2 separate regions of the Mus musculus genome follow, and region 1 is linked to region 2. The links are chromatin contacts, called in public promoter capture Hi-C maps. All regions are on one chromosome and are shown on one strand. The core of a region is the stretch at or near the end of the contact, and the rest is flanking DNA. Distances in the headings are between cores, read along the strand shown.

Evidence for each region. Promoter capture Hi-C pulls out the DNA fragments that hold promoters and counts their contacts.
Region 1: a promoter capture Hi-C map of neural stem cells shows a contact between it and region 2. The contact joins the promoter of Olig1 here to the promoter of 4932438H23Rik in region 2. A contact is called at or near these places in 14 of 39 promoter capture datasets (the 3T3-L1 cell line, the HPC-7 cell line, cranial neural crest and 7 more), 2 of 484 Hi-C or Micro-C datasets (bone marrow-derived macrophages and liver), 8 of 115 datasets of contacts at active chromatin or transcription factors (craniofacial prominence, embryonic basal ganglia, embryonic stem cells and 3 more) and 3 of 9 other capture datasets (embryonic stem cells, liver and macrophages).

The regions. Positions count from the first base shown.
Region 1 is chr16:91,266,914-91,274,106 of GRCm38.p6, forward strand. It overlaps Olig1 (oligodendrocyte transcription factor 1), which reads left to right and starts at 2,856. Exons shown (of 1, transcript NM_016968.4): 1 at 2,856-5,026. The coding sequence starts at 2,964. The coding sequence ends at 3,746.
Region 2 is chr16:91,067,069-91,073,959 of GRCm38.p6, forward strand. It overlaps 4932438H23Rik (RIKEN cDNA 4932438H23 gene), which reads right to left and starts at 2,084. Exons shown (of 3, transcript NM_028905.4): 1 at 1,964-2,084.

The DNA of each region.
Region 1 (7,193 bases), core at 1,606-4,105, 200 kb after region 2:
TATCATGTTTAATGGGGATCAAAAATGCCCAGCTACCAGGGTCCTGGGAGAGTCAAATGCAAGTACATGAAAACATTTCAAACAGAAAGCTCCACCTGAGGGTGACATGGTTAGTGAAGTGTTGAATTCTCTATTTCTTCAGTGTCACTTTGCTTCCCGTCTGGTACGATTTTGTTTTTCAACCCAGCTTTTTCTTCCAGCCACCCCCTCTCTTCCCAAGTGGGCTCCTATTGCCAGAGTCCTCTCTGAGTGAGCACCTTCGGGCGTTTGCATATTTCAGTGAGGAGCTTGTTGTTATTGTGAGCTAGCAGTGATTTCAAACCCACCTTCGCATCTCTTAGACACACAGGAGACACCAAAGCATGATACTGCTCTTCAGACGGATGTAGAGACAAACAGGTGCTCTGGAAACCATCCTGCCTGGACAAGATAATTTCTACACATAAGACAATCCAGGCTGGAGCAATACTGCCAGTGTTTGGTCAAGTATGTTGACAGAGGAGAGCTGGGGAGTATCCCAGGCAAAGAGGAAAGCTGTGTTGAGTCTGCACCAACGCAGGATGTTACAAGTTCACTTGGAGGTTGGAGGACCGATGTTGGTGAAAGAACATGGCCGTCTTGAAGTCAGCAAGTGTGTTCATAGCAAACGGCAGTTCTTACGGCAGGCACTCCTTCTTGTCTTCCATAAAAAGTATCCAGGGCGAAGTGCATCTTCTGCTAGGAGCTAGATCTGACCTTTCTGCCGTGGGAGGAGGACCCACATCTGCTGTTCTGCAGGTAACAACAATCACTGTTGTGCACCTGAAGCAACGAGTGTACAACTGGAGATGCATTTTATTCTGACCCTCATTTTATTATCTAATTCACAGTGACATAACGGCCTGATGCCACTTATTGGTCAGTGGGTTTTTAGATACCGTACAACTCTTCCTGAGGGACAGTTCAGGACTCTGACAAGCTGCAGGTGTATGCCCCACTTGTGTGCAGGGATGCCAGCTTCCACAAGGAATCCCATTGTGCTCGAGAAATATTTGGTACCCCCCTCAACAGGTAGGAATGTCGGGTGTTATGTTCTTTCTGATCAGAGGCCAGAGTGGGGTTTGCTTAAGGAAGAGTCAAGTCACTGATAAAAACAGCTCACATCCCTTTGGGGAAGGATGAGATGTTTTGTAACCCCAAAGACTCCTTCATCCTTGTAGACCTGTGGATCAGAGAGCTGGGGTGAAAGTAACGGAAAGTAACCATCCTACGCCCTGGTCAGGTAGACACACACATAGGAGCATTGTCCTAATAGCCCTGAGGTTGAAGCCACCCTCTGTGAGCTCAGATAAAGGCGGTGGTTACAGGAAATGTAAGACGTCCCTGGGAAGTGTAGTGAGCTATTTGGCTTTTTCAGCAGGAAGAATTCAGGCTGGGACTGCGTGGCTCTGTGGGTAGGGTGCTTGCCCTGTGTGCACAAAACCCTGGCTTCAGATCCACACCAGTGCATAAACTGGGCACGGTGAGTGAGTGCTTGTATTCCCAGGATCCGGGAGGCAGAGACAAGGAGGATCTTAAGTTTAAAGTTATCTTTTAATAAACACGGAGTGGGGCCCGACCTTGGATACAGGAGGAGAAGAATCGAGATGCGCGCTATATCTGACATGGATGAAGCCTGAACACATGCTAAGTCACCAAAATGAACAATGAGCCACTAAAAGACAAATACGACTGTGTATATGGGAGACAAATACGACTGACTGCCTATATGGGATTCCCAGAGAAAACAAAGTCACGCAGACACACCCCACCCGGGGTGATATTTACCAAGGTGGAGAAGTGGTTGTTTGTCAACTGGATATACCTGAAAAGAGGGAACCTCAAATGAGAACACTGACGTCACCAGATCAGCCTGGTGGACTCCTCGCTGATGCATTTTCTTTATTAATAATTGATGTGGGAGGGCCCAGCGCACTGCGAGCTGGCACCATTCCCAGCAGGTGGGCCTGTGCTCTATAAGAAAGGTAACCCGATCCTGCGATCCTGCGCCTGCAGAAGGAAGCAGGTTAGAGCTCCCCTCAGTTGGCTACTCTTGGTTCTTGCCTCTGTGCCTGCTAACTTCCTGAGTTCCTGAGCTAACTTTCCACAGTGAGGAGCTGTGATTGGCAGGTGTCAGCCAAGGGAACTCCCCCCCCTCAGTTTCTTTTGGTTCCAGTGCTTATCACAGCAGTGAGAACTAAGACAAGCAGAGGGGGTTTTCTCTTTAATGCTTACCAAGAGTTAGAGTTGCTGTTTTGATGGTTTAAGGGTTTAAGTTTTGCAAAAAGCAAACAAGTCCTGGCCATCTGTTGCAAAATCGTGTCAACAGTCAGGCGTTTTAACGACTGAACTGCGCACTCTGGGATGGTTACGTTTCATGTTATGAATATTAGACTGCATTTTTATAACAGCCAACCTCTCACTTTGGAGCCCAGATTGGCCTCCTCTCCTTCCTGCTTCAGTAGTTCCCAGCGATGGGATTACTGGCTGATCACATTTTACAAGGACAAATGTAACTATAAAAAGGGATGGCAATAGAGCTCGAGAGATAAAGGGAGGCAAAAGCCATTTTAGCCTGACCAGCTGAACTAGAATTCGGAAGGAACAATGTTTTGCCCTAAAGCTCCCTCCCTTGCCCTCCCAGGGCGGGCGCTGTGGCACCCGCGCAGGCGCCCCACGATAACCCTCTCTGGCAACTCTGGCTGTACCTCTGCTCAGGCGACCAATGAACACTCGCCTGTGGCCAAGCTCACGCCTCCATTGGCTGCACCCCGCCAACCGCGGTCCTCGCAGGTTCCCAAGCCGGGTTTAAAGGTGTCAGGCGCGCACGGCCCCTCACTGTCATCCGCCGGCACGCAGGTCCGCGGGGAGGGCGATCTGCCGACCGGCCCACCCCTGGGCGTTAGTGAAGGGCGCCCCGGGTCGCCCCACAGCCCCCGCCCCAGATGTACTATGCGATTTCCCAGGCGCGTGTGAACGCGGCTCCCGCGACCATGTTGCGGCCACAGCGGCCTGGAGACGTGCAGCTCGGGGCCTCGCTGTATGAGCTGGTGGGTTACAGGCAGCCACCTATCTCCTCATCCTCATCCTCATCCTCTTCCACCGCATCCCTTCTCCCCAAGCCTGCGCGCGAGAAGGCCGAAGCTCCGCTCGCTGAACCTCGGGGACCTGCGCCAGAGTCCGGGGGCGCCCGGGCCGACGCCAAAGAGGAACAGCAGCAGCAGCAGCTGCGGCGCAAGATCAACAGCCGCGAGCGGAAGCGCATGCAGGACCTGAACTTGGCCATGGACGCGCTGCGCGAAGTTATCCTACCCTACTCGGCAGCGCACTGCCAGGGCGCGCCGGGCCGCAAGCTCTCCAAGATTGCCACGCTGCTGCTCGCCCGCAACTACATCCTGCTGCTGGGTAGCTCGCTGCAGGAGCTGCGCCGCGCGCTCGGCGACGGTGCGGGACCCGCCGCCCCGCGCCTGCTCCTCGCTGGCCTGCCTCTTCTGGCTGCCGCGCCGGGCTCTGTGCTGCTGGCACCCGGTGCCGTGGGACCCCCCGAAACGCTGCGCCCCACCAAGTACCTGTCTCTAGCGCTCGACGAGCCACCGTGCGGCCAGTTCTCTCTCCCAGCTGGTGGCGCGGGTAGCCCTGGCCTCTGCTCCTGTGCGGTGTGCAAGTTCCCGCATCTGGTCCCCGCCGGCCTGGGCTTGGCAGCGGTGCAGGCCCAGTTCTCCAAGTGAGGGCTGGCTGGGCCCGGGGCGGAGCGCGACCTCAGCCAATCTTCCCGCGCCCCCGCGTCCTGGATCTAGGCAGAGCTGGCCCCAGAAAGGAGGACATTTCCAGACTTCTCTCCCAGACGACAGACTGTAGGGCGCCTTCTTCCCCGCCCCCACTCCCTGGCAATTAAAATAACCCAAGCGGGTGTTCCAAGGAGCGATGTAGTTGCTTGGGATTCTAGATGAATCCCACCTGTTTAGAGCCAGAAGTCTTCGCATCCCCACCACAACTCACCCACTGGCAGGGGTGACAACCCCCACCACCGCGGGCTATTCTCGTATCCGTGAGCATCGCGGAGTCGGGGAGGACGGTAGCCGGCCGGTGCGGTATAAGGGGGTTGCCCTGGGTGCAGCGAAAGGCTGCCCCCAGCTTGGTTTCCTGGCATGCTTCCGCTCCCTGGCCTAAGAGCTGCTCCCCAACAGTGTCTACCCAGAGGGGCGTCCTTTCCTTGTCCAGGGCCTGAGCGCACAGGCTCCCTTGCTCTCTCCAGCCAAACCATGCGGATCTAGGAGGTCTAGAAAGCCCAGGCCACCGGTACAAACATCAAGGGTGTTACGGATGGGCCGCTCTGGAAAGCCCAGGGTTTCCGAGCTGGATGTTACGCGGGTGCGCTCGGTTACCGCGCTCGGTGGTTGGGGATGCGAAGTGGAGAGGTTCCTCTCCACTCCCAGTTCTGTTTTTCAGGCTCGCCCAGGTGTTTTGTTGCAGTTTATGCTCCTTAAAACCTAAAACCCTTACTTAGTCTCCACTTCCCTAAAGGTAGCTTAACCAACGTTTGAGCTTGCTTGAAAACAAAATTCCAACCACGTTCCATGCCATCGGTGTTCGGACTTACTAAAATAGGTAGCAAGGCACGTCGTAGCGCAGGCTTATAAAATTCGGTCATTAACGTTCTCATTAAAGTAAGCGGAGTTGGGCGAGGATCCCAAACCGCCTACCCGCCGCGCTGCAGGCGGGAAGGCGCTGGCACTTCACAGGCTGGTCCTTAACCACAGCAGTGCGGCTGAAGAACTCCGTGGACGCGTGCGCGCGTGGGTGCCGCGTCTTGGCTTGTGACTAGCGTTAGGAAATTACCCAAGATTATTGCATAATCTTCACCAGCTTGCTTTGATTCTTTTTTATGTTGGAAGTTTTGGGTTGTTGACAGTAGCCGAATTTAACTGGCATTTTATTTGACCTCTAACTCTGTCCCTCCTGAACTGTACAGAAATCACAAAATAAAACGTCAACAGTTGAATTTTTACGTTTTTCGTCTGTTTGTTGAATAAAAATGTCCTTGTGTCCTGTTAGAGTCACAACGTAAGAGTGAAATCACAATGACTGGGTTTCCACATTTTAAAACTTGAATTCTTGACCTGTAAAATAATCCAATGGAGAGGCAACTGTGATTCAAATCCAGGTATCAGCTGGTCGTAGAAGGGCAGGGGCGAGCTGGTTAGAGGGGCAATGAAAAATCCAAGAGACTGGGGTTTGGCCAAACTCAGGAGATAGGGGCTCCTTTAAATATATCTTCTTCCCAGTGATATTCCCAGATGAATTAAGCCATACATTATTATACTTTATTTCAACATTTTCCTTTGAAATATATTTTTTTCTGTCTTGTAGTAAACAGAATCACAAACATATGAGCCCCCTACCCCCACCCCATCTGCAGGAGGTTGGTTGTTTTTAAGCAGAGTTGTCTCCATGATACAATAAGACACTGGGCACAATTTGATTCCAACTGAGGAAAACTTTGGGGTCCATCGAATTGATTTTAAGAATTTGGGGCACTATAAATCAAGATTGGGGGTGCACACCTGGCAGGAGGTTACTCTTAAATTCAAGGCTAACCTGGGTTACATGAGACCCTGACTCAAGAGAAGAAAGAAGATTTAAAAATTGGAGTGTTGATCTGTTCACATACAAGCCTCTGTTTAAATGCCCCCACCGCTGCCCCTCGGCCCCTCCCCCTCCCCCTTCCCTTAGGTGAGGGATGTTCCAGGAAACTGAGATTATTGACTTGATACTACATGCACGCACGGGCTTCCCTGGAGCAGAATACAGAGCAGAAACATTCGCTCTGAGAACACAGGCAGAAGGGGATGGAGCTATGGAATGGCTGCCCTCCTATGCTGGCAATTCTTGTCCTGAGGGAACCCAGACTCACAAAAGAGAGAGTAGCTCTGAAAGCCAGCTACACAAGGAGCCCCGGGGCTCATCCTCCAGACTCTGCCACTGGGGATTGATTTATTTAAATTTTAGGATTTTTTTGCCTTTGTTTTTGCTTTGTTGTTTGTTTTTTTTGTTTGTTTGTTTTTTGTTTTTCTTACCTCACCATCTGATGAGGGGCCAAAGAGCAAACAACCAGCTGTTAAACCTGAAAAAAAAAAAAAAAACCCTCAGGACCAAGCTGAGTTTAGAAACACCTTTTCCAGTTCCACTTCTGGCACTGGGGTTTCACTGTCACCTGAGAGTCACCTGTAAGAGCCAGCTTACAGAAGAGAAACAGTTGCGGCTATAAGCACTACCTCATCTCCTTTTCCTGTATTCAGTAGGACAAGCACCCATGCTATACCCTTGCACTGTCGAAGATCACGAGTGAATTCAACAAGGATACAATGTTGGTTTGGGGTGATGCCTTTGTGACTTCTATTTTTGTGATGAAACACCATGACCAAAAGCAACTTGGGGAGGGAAGGGTTTATTTATCTTACAACTCTCAGGCCACTCTCCATCACTGAGGTAAGTCAGAGGAAGGACTCCAGGCAGGAACCAAAGCAGAGGCCACAGAGGAAGGCTCCTTTTTAACTTGCTCCCCGGGACTTGTAGCCTCGTTTCTTATACTACCCGTGCCCCACCCACAATGAACTGAGATCTCCCCCACTATTCTTTAATCAAGAAAATGTGTATGGTTTTGTTCACAGGCCAGTCTTGTGGGAGCATTTCTCAACTAAGGTTTCCTTTTCTCAAATGATGCTAACTTGTATCAAGCTGACAAGATAATTAATAATAATAATAATAATAATAATAATTAACAACAACCAGTGCAGCAGGACGCTATCAAAATCTTTACATTTTGCACCTGCACGGAACATCTTATCAACCAAGTGCTGAGCAAGGTTACTAGGATGACACCTTGTTAGTTCGTGTTCTAAGCTAGCTCAGGAGCCCATTGGATAAATTGGAGGTCATCATACACAGAGTACATATACAGATGAATCATATATAGACCAGTGCAAAGGTGAATCTCCTAGCAGCCCTGGAGAAGTATACCCTTTACAGTTACATGGACACTTTATAGAGCAGAGTCACCTTTGAACTCTCCATTGCTCTGTCTTGTTAGCAAGAGAATATGTTGAATTCCCACCTCCTTTGACTTCAGATGGAGTGGTCTCGGGCAACAGTTTAAGCTAAGCTTTGAAAGGGGT
Region 2 (6,891 bases), core at 834-3,333:
AATGGTGACTGAGATCAGGCAGGCATTCTCTGTGTATTTTATTTATGGAATTGCTGGTTTTTATTTTAGAACAGGTCTCATCATATTTGCTCTGGCTGGTTTCACTATGTTGGCTCCTGAGCTCAAGTGGCTGGCACCACAAGCACACACCTGTCCTTCCACAGGTGCAGCTGGCACCACAAGCACACACCTGTCCTTCCACAGGTGCAGCTGGCACCACAAGCACACTGGCCTTCCACAGGTGCAGCTGGCACCACAGGCACACCTGACCTTCCATAGGAGCAGCTGGCATCATCACAGGCATACACCTGGCCTTTCACAGTTGCAGCTGGCACCACAGGCACACACCTGGTCTTACTTAGTAACACTAACATGGAATGGGTACATCTTTGTGCCAGATACTGTTCCAGATACTGAATGTCTTAGGCCATTGACTACTTGCGGTAACCCTAAAAGCAGATAGTAAAGGCCCACTATCATATTAAACAAAATGGAGACATAGAATAACTTGTCAAAGATCCCGGATCTAGTTAGTAATGGCTCAGACTTTAAACCAGATAGCCGAGCACACCGTAAGGAGCCCCAGGGGAAATTCAGACTCCACTGATGTCCCACACCTTATACCCCATTGCTAGATTACAATTTTATGCTTAACGAGATAAATCAAGTGGGTTCTGTTATCCATAAACCCTTCAGAAACAGCCTTTGAAAAAGAAACGGGTGTAAATTAGTTAATGAGTTCAAGTTCATCGTTAGAAGAGAAGCTAATGGAAGCTGAGTGTGGCTTCAGTTAGCACAGGTGTGAGAAGTGATAGGAAAACTAGCCAGAGAGAGCCCCAGGAGTCCCTAACCAAACTGGGCAGTTACCTGTCCTTCTTCTGAACACGGAGAAGCTGACGATGAGAGAAACTTTCAAGTTTTCCCCTGGAGCGACCTGGAATTCAGGGAGGTGGTTTACTCCCTGGTATTTGAACCTGTGGCTTTGCTTAGCTGTGGCTGCCAGCTAGACAGCTTCTCCCAAGTCACACTGACTCCTGTCCCCTTACTTGTCTCTTAAAGGCACAGGCACCCGCCACTGGGTGCCAGATTCTCAACCCTGATCATATGCCAGTTTTAAGCAATGAAAAACTGGTGTGAGAAAGTTGGAAACCACGAGATAGCTGTTGAAAAGCACCAATTTCCATAAACACGTTACAGAAACTATTAGTCTCTGAAACTGCCCTATTTCTGTCAGAAATAAAAATGAAAAAAATTGTTTCCCCTCCAAACATATTGCATTATTCATTCTAAAAAAAAAAAGTTAAAAACTTAAGAATCACTTTTTTCACAACATGCAGTTTGCAAACAATAAAAGTCTGGCTTTTTAGTATTTTATAAGGTCTTTTCCCCCATAAATGCCTTTTAATCTTATTTAAGAAGTTTACTGTTTGTTCTTTAGTTCGAGTTTTCTGAGGAGGAAATGCTATGACGACTGGCATGAGCTGTAAGACACCTCTGAAGGATAAAGCAAGGCCCCCAGACATCACATCGTAGGCAGTGCTACTTCAGAGGCCTTGATTTTCTTTGCCACTCACTACGGAAAGAGCCAGGGTCTGGGGCTGCATGATCGTTATTAGGTATTAAAGATGAGCAGAAGAGCTTAAACAAACTCTTAAAAATAGAAACAAGTTCAGATCCCTATCTGTGTAGGGTCTAAATGAAAAGACCATTCCACTCCTTGCTTAGTGCCCTAAAAAGTGTTTCCTTTGCAAGACAGAGAATGGTAGTAAGCTATCCAGTTGCGTAGAAGCCCAAAGGGTGTTTGGTGGCACCCACCACCTTTACAGTGACATATTCCAGGGATGCGGCAGTTCCAGGAAGTTACCCTGATAGAGCCCCTCCAGTCGTCCCCAGACTTTCTGGCCGTACAGCAGAAGTCTGTTGAGCTGACAGGCGTTTTAAACAGAGCAGGGGCGCTACTTACATTTTGCGGCCCCACGGCAGGGCCTTGCCTGTCCAATCTGCAGACCTTGGAGCTCTTCCCTGGCCACTGCGCCTTCACCCTGGCTTGACAGCTGCTTTAATCTGCAAGCCGGGTGGAATGCGTGGTCTCGTGGTCTCTCACTTACTGTTCTTTTCTGTTTGGCCTGGTGGTTTCCATGGCAGCCAGAAGGAAGCTGACTGGCCTACCAGTTTTATTAACCAGTAGGAGAGAACCTGTCTCTTTGGGGCTGTTAAGCCGGGAAATTTTCAGAAGAAACGGGGAGTCTACTGCTGCTGTAGACTGACCACAAAGGAGAGGCGTAAATGGAAGAGATTCTACTGCAGCCGGAAGTTGCATGGATTGACTGTGGACTGCGGAGACGCCTGGACGACACTTTTACATCCACGATTTGTTCCACTCTCTTAGGCCTGATGAATTTTTACTTACGGTTGGTAAGTGCCTCAGATGGTGCAAAAACCATTCGACTGTGATTGCTCCAAAGAGAACATGAATTCATTTCTCTTTCTGGGACGTAGCCCCAGTCTCTCCCCTCTCATGAACTCATTTTTAAATGCTAGAAGCCAGAAAGTAAGTAAACATGTAAAAAAAAAAAAATCTGTGTTCATTCAGTGGTGGCTTAGTCTATTTGGGGCTGCTACAAAATGTCCTAAACTGGATGGCTTAGAAACATTTCTTAGGCCGGGCAGTTGTGGAGCACGCCTTTAGTCCCAGCACTTGGGAGGCAGAGGCAAGTGGATTTCTGAGTTCGAGGCCAGCCTGGTCTACAGAGTGAGTTCTAGGACAGCCAGGGCTATACAGAGAAACCCTGTCTCAAAAAACCAAAACCAAAAAAACCCAAACAAAACTAAACCATTTCTTAGTCTTTTGGAGACAGGGAAATCTAAGACTCTAGTCTTATATTCAATATCAGATGAGGAAGGGGCACTTCCTGGCTCATAGATGACCCCTTCCAGGGATGTCCTCACAACCCTTCCAGGAATGTCCCAGCCCCTTCTATGACTCCCAATTTCATTCATGAAGGTTCCAATCTTGTGACCTAAAATCCAGTCTTTAATGACTAATGAAGGCTGGATAGAGGAGGGTCTCACTAATGTGATACATTACGGGACCAGAGAAATGGATATAGAGTCACCTGAATATGGGATAACACTACCCACCCACCCACCCACCTATCTACCCACTGGTCCTTACCACACACAAGCACTGTGCCAGAAGGCTTGAAGGACACAGAGGTAAACAGGAGTGATTGTGGAAAACCATGTAAAGGAAGGAACAAAACCAATAGACACACATCTTAGCAATGGTGGGGCCACCTTTCTCCAGGGAGGCTGAAGTTTTTTTGATCAGGGTCCCTAAAGGATGCCCAGGAGTGGAGTGAGTCAGACACAGGAAAACAGTCCAATGACACCTTATTGAGTGGTCATTAACCAATGGTGTATGAAAGGGGGTGAAAAAAATACTTCATCTCCTTGTGAGGGCTGTGGCACCCACGTGGAGGTCAGCAAAAACCTCAGATGGATGTTGTCTTTACCTTCCACATGAGCCTCCCCCTCTTCCTCCCTCCCCAATTCCTTCCCTCCTCCCTTCTCCTCCTCTCTCTTCCTCCCTCCCTCCTTCCTGCTGTGTGCACCTGTAGTTTTGCCTCATCCTTCTGTAGGGGCACTGGCATCATAGGTGTCTGAATCCCCCCAGGCTTTAGGTGGGCTCCGGGGTACTGAACCCAGGCTCACGCTCACATGACAATCACTATCCCTTCTTTTCTTCTTCTTCTTCTCTTTCTCCTTCTCTTTCTCCTTCTCTTTCCCCTTCTCTTTCTCCTTCTCCCCCTCCCCCTTCCCTCTCCCTCCTCCTCCTCCTCCTCCTCCTCCTTCTTCCTCAGTCTGACAATGTTCTCACACGTCCCAGGGAATCCACAACTCAGACAACTAAGCAGACTACTAGAGCAAAGGTTCAGAGGCAGCAGAGTCCCAGAAGAGCCTAGTGAGTGGCTCTGAAAGCCAGTGAATCAGAGTTAAGACAAAGGGACTTGATGGTTTACTCTTGGTTTGTAATCCTGTTGAAGGTAGTTTCCTCCCAACTGAAACGCCTCCCTCAGGAGGGAGGGGAGACTTGGGAGGCAAAGGGAAGGCCATGCATCTGGAGGAACAGGAACTGGGAAGACGCTCCAGGGCACCCCCCCCCCCCAGCAGTACTGAAGCAGTCAACCACCGGGGAGCAACTGGCCGGCCTGGGAAGCTGCTGTAAGCTGTGCAGAGCTTCGGCTCCAGCTTTCATACCCAATGTGCTGGGCCGGGCTTTTCTGTGATGCAGGTCCTTTCCTGCTACCCCTGTGCCTTAGAAGCATCCCTCACCTCCATTCCTGTCAGTAACCCCAATAAAAACTTACCTGTTCGCCATTTGGATACCAGGGTAATTGTTACTTTGTGGGTTACTGTTGTGGGTTCTCTTTCTGGAGTAAGTAGTCAGGTGAGAAGTATAACTTTCCATGAAGTCTGTCACACAAATCTCAGCAAAGAAAACACACACTATTTATACAAGCATAGTGGAGCATCAGCTCTTTAGACATATTTGAAAACTTTATGAAAACTTCATTTACTCCTCCTGACTCTCAGTATGGGAGCTATGGTGGTGGGATTCACAAGGCTGAGACCTCAGCTGGTGGAATGTTTCCCCAATCCCCCAATCCCCCAATGAGGGTGGCTCTTTCCTTCTATGTTAAGTTTTTTTTTTTTTTATTGACACCCTTCCTAGTCATGCCCAGAGGTGACTCCATTGTGATTCTAAATCCAGGTTGGCAAAGAAGAAAGATCACATTTCATATAGATTTTTCTTAAATGTTAAAATGTTTGTATTACCTCTCTCTCTCTCTCTCTCTCTCTCTCTCTCTCTCTCTCTCTCTGTGTGTGTGTGTGTGTGTGTGTATGTGTGTGTGTATGTGTGTGTGTGGTTCCCTCCTTTTACCATGTGGGACCTACGGATTGAACTCAGGATGGCAGGCACCTTTGCGCACCAAGTCTTCTTGCTGGCCCAACTTTCTTCTTTTGCGACAGGGAAAGACAGGGTCTCACTATGTAGCTCTGACTGAACTCACAGTGTTCTGTCTGCCCCCTGAGTACAGGAATTACCAGTGTGTGGGCCATGCTGAGCCAGACTTCACTTAGTTTGTAAACTCTGTTCAGTCTTTTGATCAACGTGACTTCAAAACCCACAGAATACATATGTAGCTTTTGGGAGGTCACCTAAGGATGCGTTTCTGAACACTCAGGAGGCTTAAACCTGACTCTATGGTCTTTACTTAACAAACCAAGTTCTGCTTCATGCTGACTTGTCCTAAAATTCTTTCCTGTATTGTGGTTAAGGTCACCTTCACCTGAGTAGAGGCCTTTAAATGGGTGTGTCTCCTGCAGTTCCTCACCACATGCTGTGAATGGCTTGGCTTTGCCACATACTCCCTACTAGGATAAACTGTTAAACCCAGGCCTCACTATGATACATTGTTTATCCCAGACCTCACTATGATACATTGCTTATCCCAGACCTCACTATGATACATTGCTTATCCCAGCCCTCACTATGATACATTGTTCATCTCAGACATCACTATGATACATTGCTTATCCCAGACCTCACTATGATACATTGTTCATCTCAGACCTCACTACGATACATTGTTCATCTCAGACCTCACTATGATACATTGTTCATCTCAGACCTCAAAGGTCAAGGGTTAAAAACCATGAACAGAAACCTCCAATCCTGAACAAAGAGCAAACTTTCCCTTGTACAAGTTGATTATCTCCCGCATTTGATAACACATTGCACCAGCTCAGGTAAAGAACACAAACCTGTGCCCCCTTTGCCAGCTGGCTATTAGCTTATGAACCCCCACTATGCAAAAGGCCCAGCTTGTAAACATTTGTCCAAGATGGAGGGGCTAGTAGGAGATCTGACAGACAAACTGCCAGGTCATTAGCCAGCCAATGTAACCGGATAGACAGATTAATCTATGGAAGGCCAGAAACTGGGGCAGGCCACTGAACTCAGTTCCCAAAAATTCATCAGATTGTATGTTTAGCTAAGTGTGGTATGTTCTTGGGGCATCAGCCTGCTGAGTGACGAGGCCCCTGGCCCAGGTGAGCAGCAAGGGCTGAGTTAATGATAAGATCAAGATGTATTTCGTACATGTGTGAAAATGTCATAATGAAACTCCATCTCCCAAGCGAGTAACTATGGCCTTGGTTGTGGGGACTGCACCTCTCCCTTAAAGCCCTCGGCCATTCCCAGTTATCTTTATTTCTCACCTACTGAAATATTCACATCCTGATACTTGCCAAACTACCTGGGCCGTGAATATCCACTCAAATTCTGCTTCAAACCTGTGTGTGTGTGTCTGTGTGTGTGCGCGCGCGCGCGCGCGAGAGAGAGAGAGAGAGAGAGAGAGAGAGAGAGAGAGAGAGAGAGAGAGAGAGAGAGAGTGAGAGAGAGAGAGAGAGAGAGAGAGAGAGAGAGCGAGCGTGAGAGCGAGCAAGAGAGAGAGAGAGAGAGAGAGAGAGCGCGCGAGAGCAAGAGCGCACACGCACTCACAGCCAGTCGCAGGCTAAGGCCCCAGCCCCAGAGAGACTGTGAATTTCTGACCAAGTCTGCCACCTACTGGCGATACTTGATTCTCACGGTCAGACCTAAACCCTGCTGTCCCAATGGCTTGGTGCCCATTCTTCCTTCCTTGTTGTTATGTGGTTGTCCACACACTTGTAGCCTATTGCTACTGGACATGCTCAAGTGTAAGTAGAAATGCTGAATCTTGGTGACAGGTGCTATCCATGAAACAGTAAAAGTTTTTGCCATTGGTATTTGGAATACTGATGTGGCACAACCAGACACAAGGCCCAGCTTCTTGTCTTGGTGAG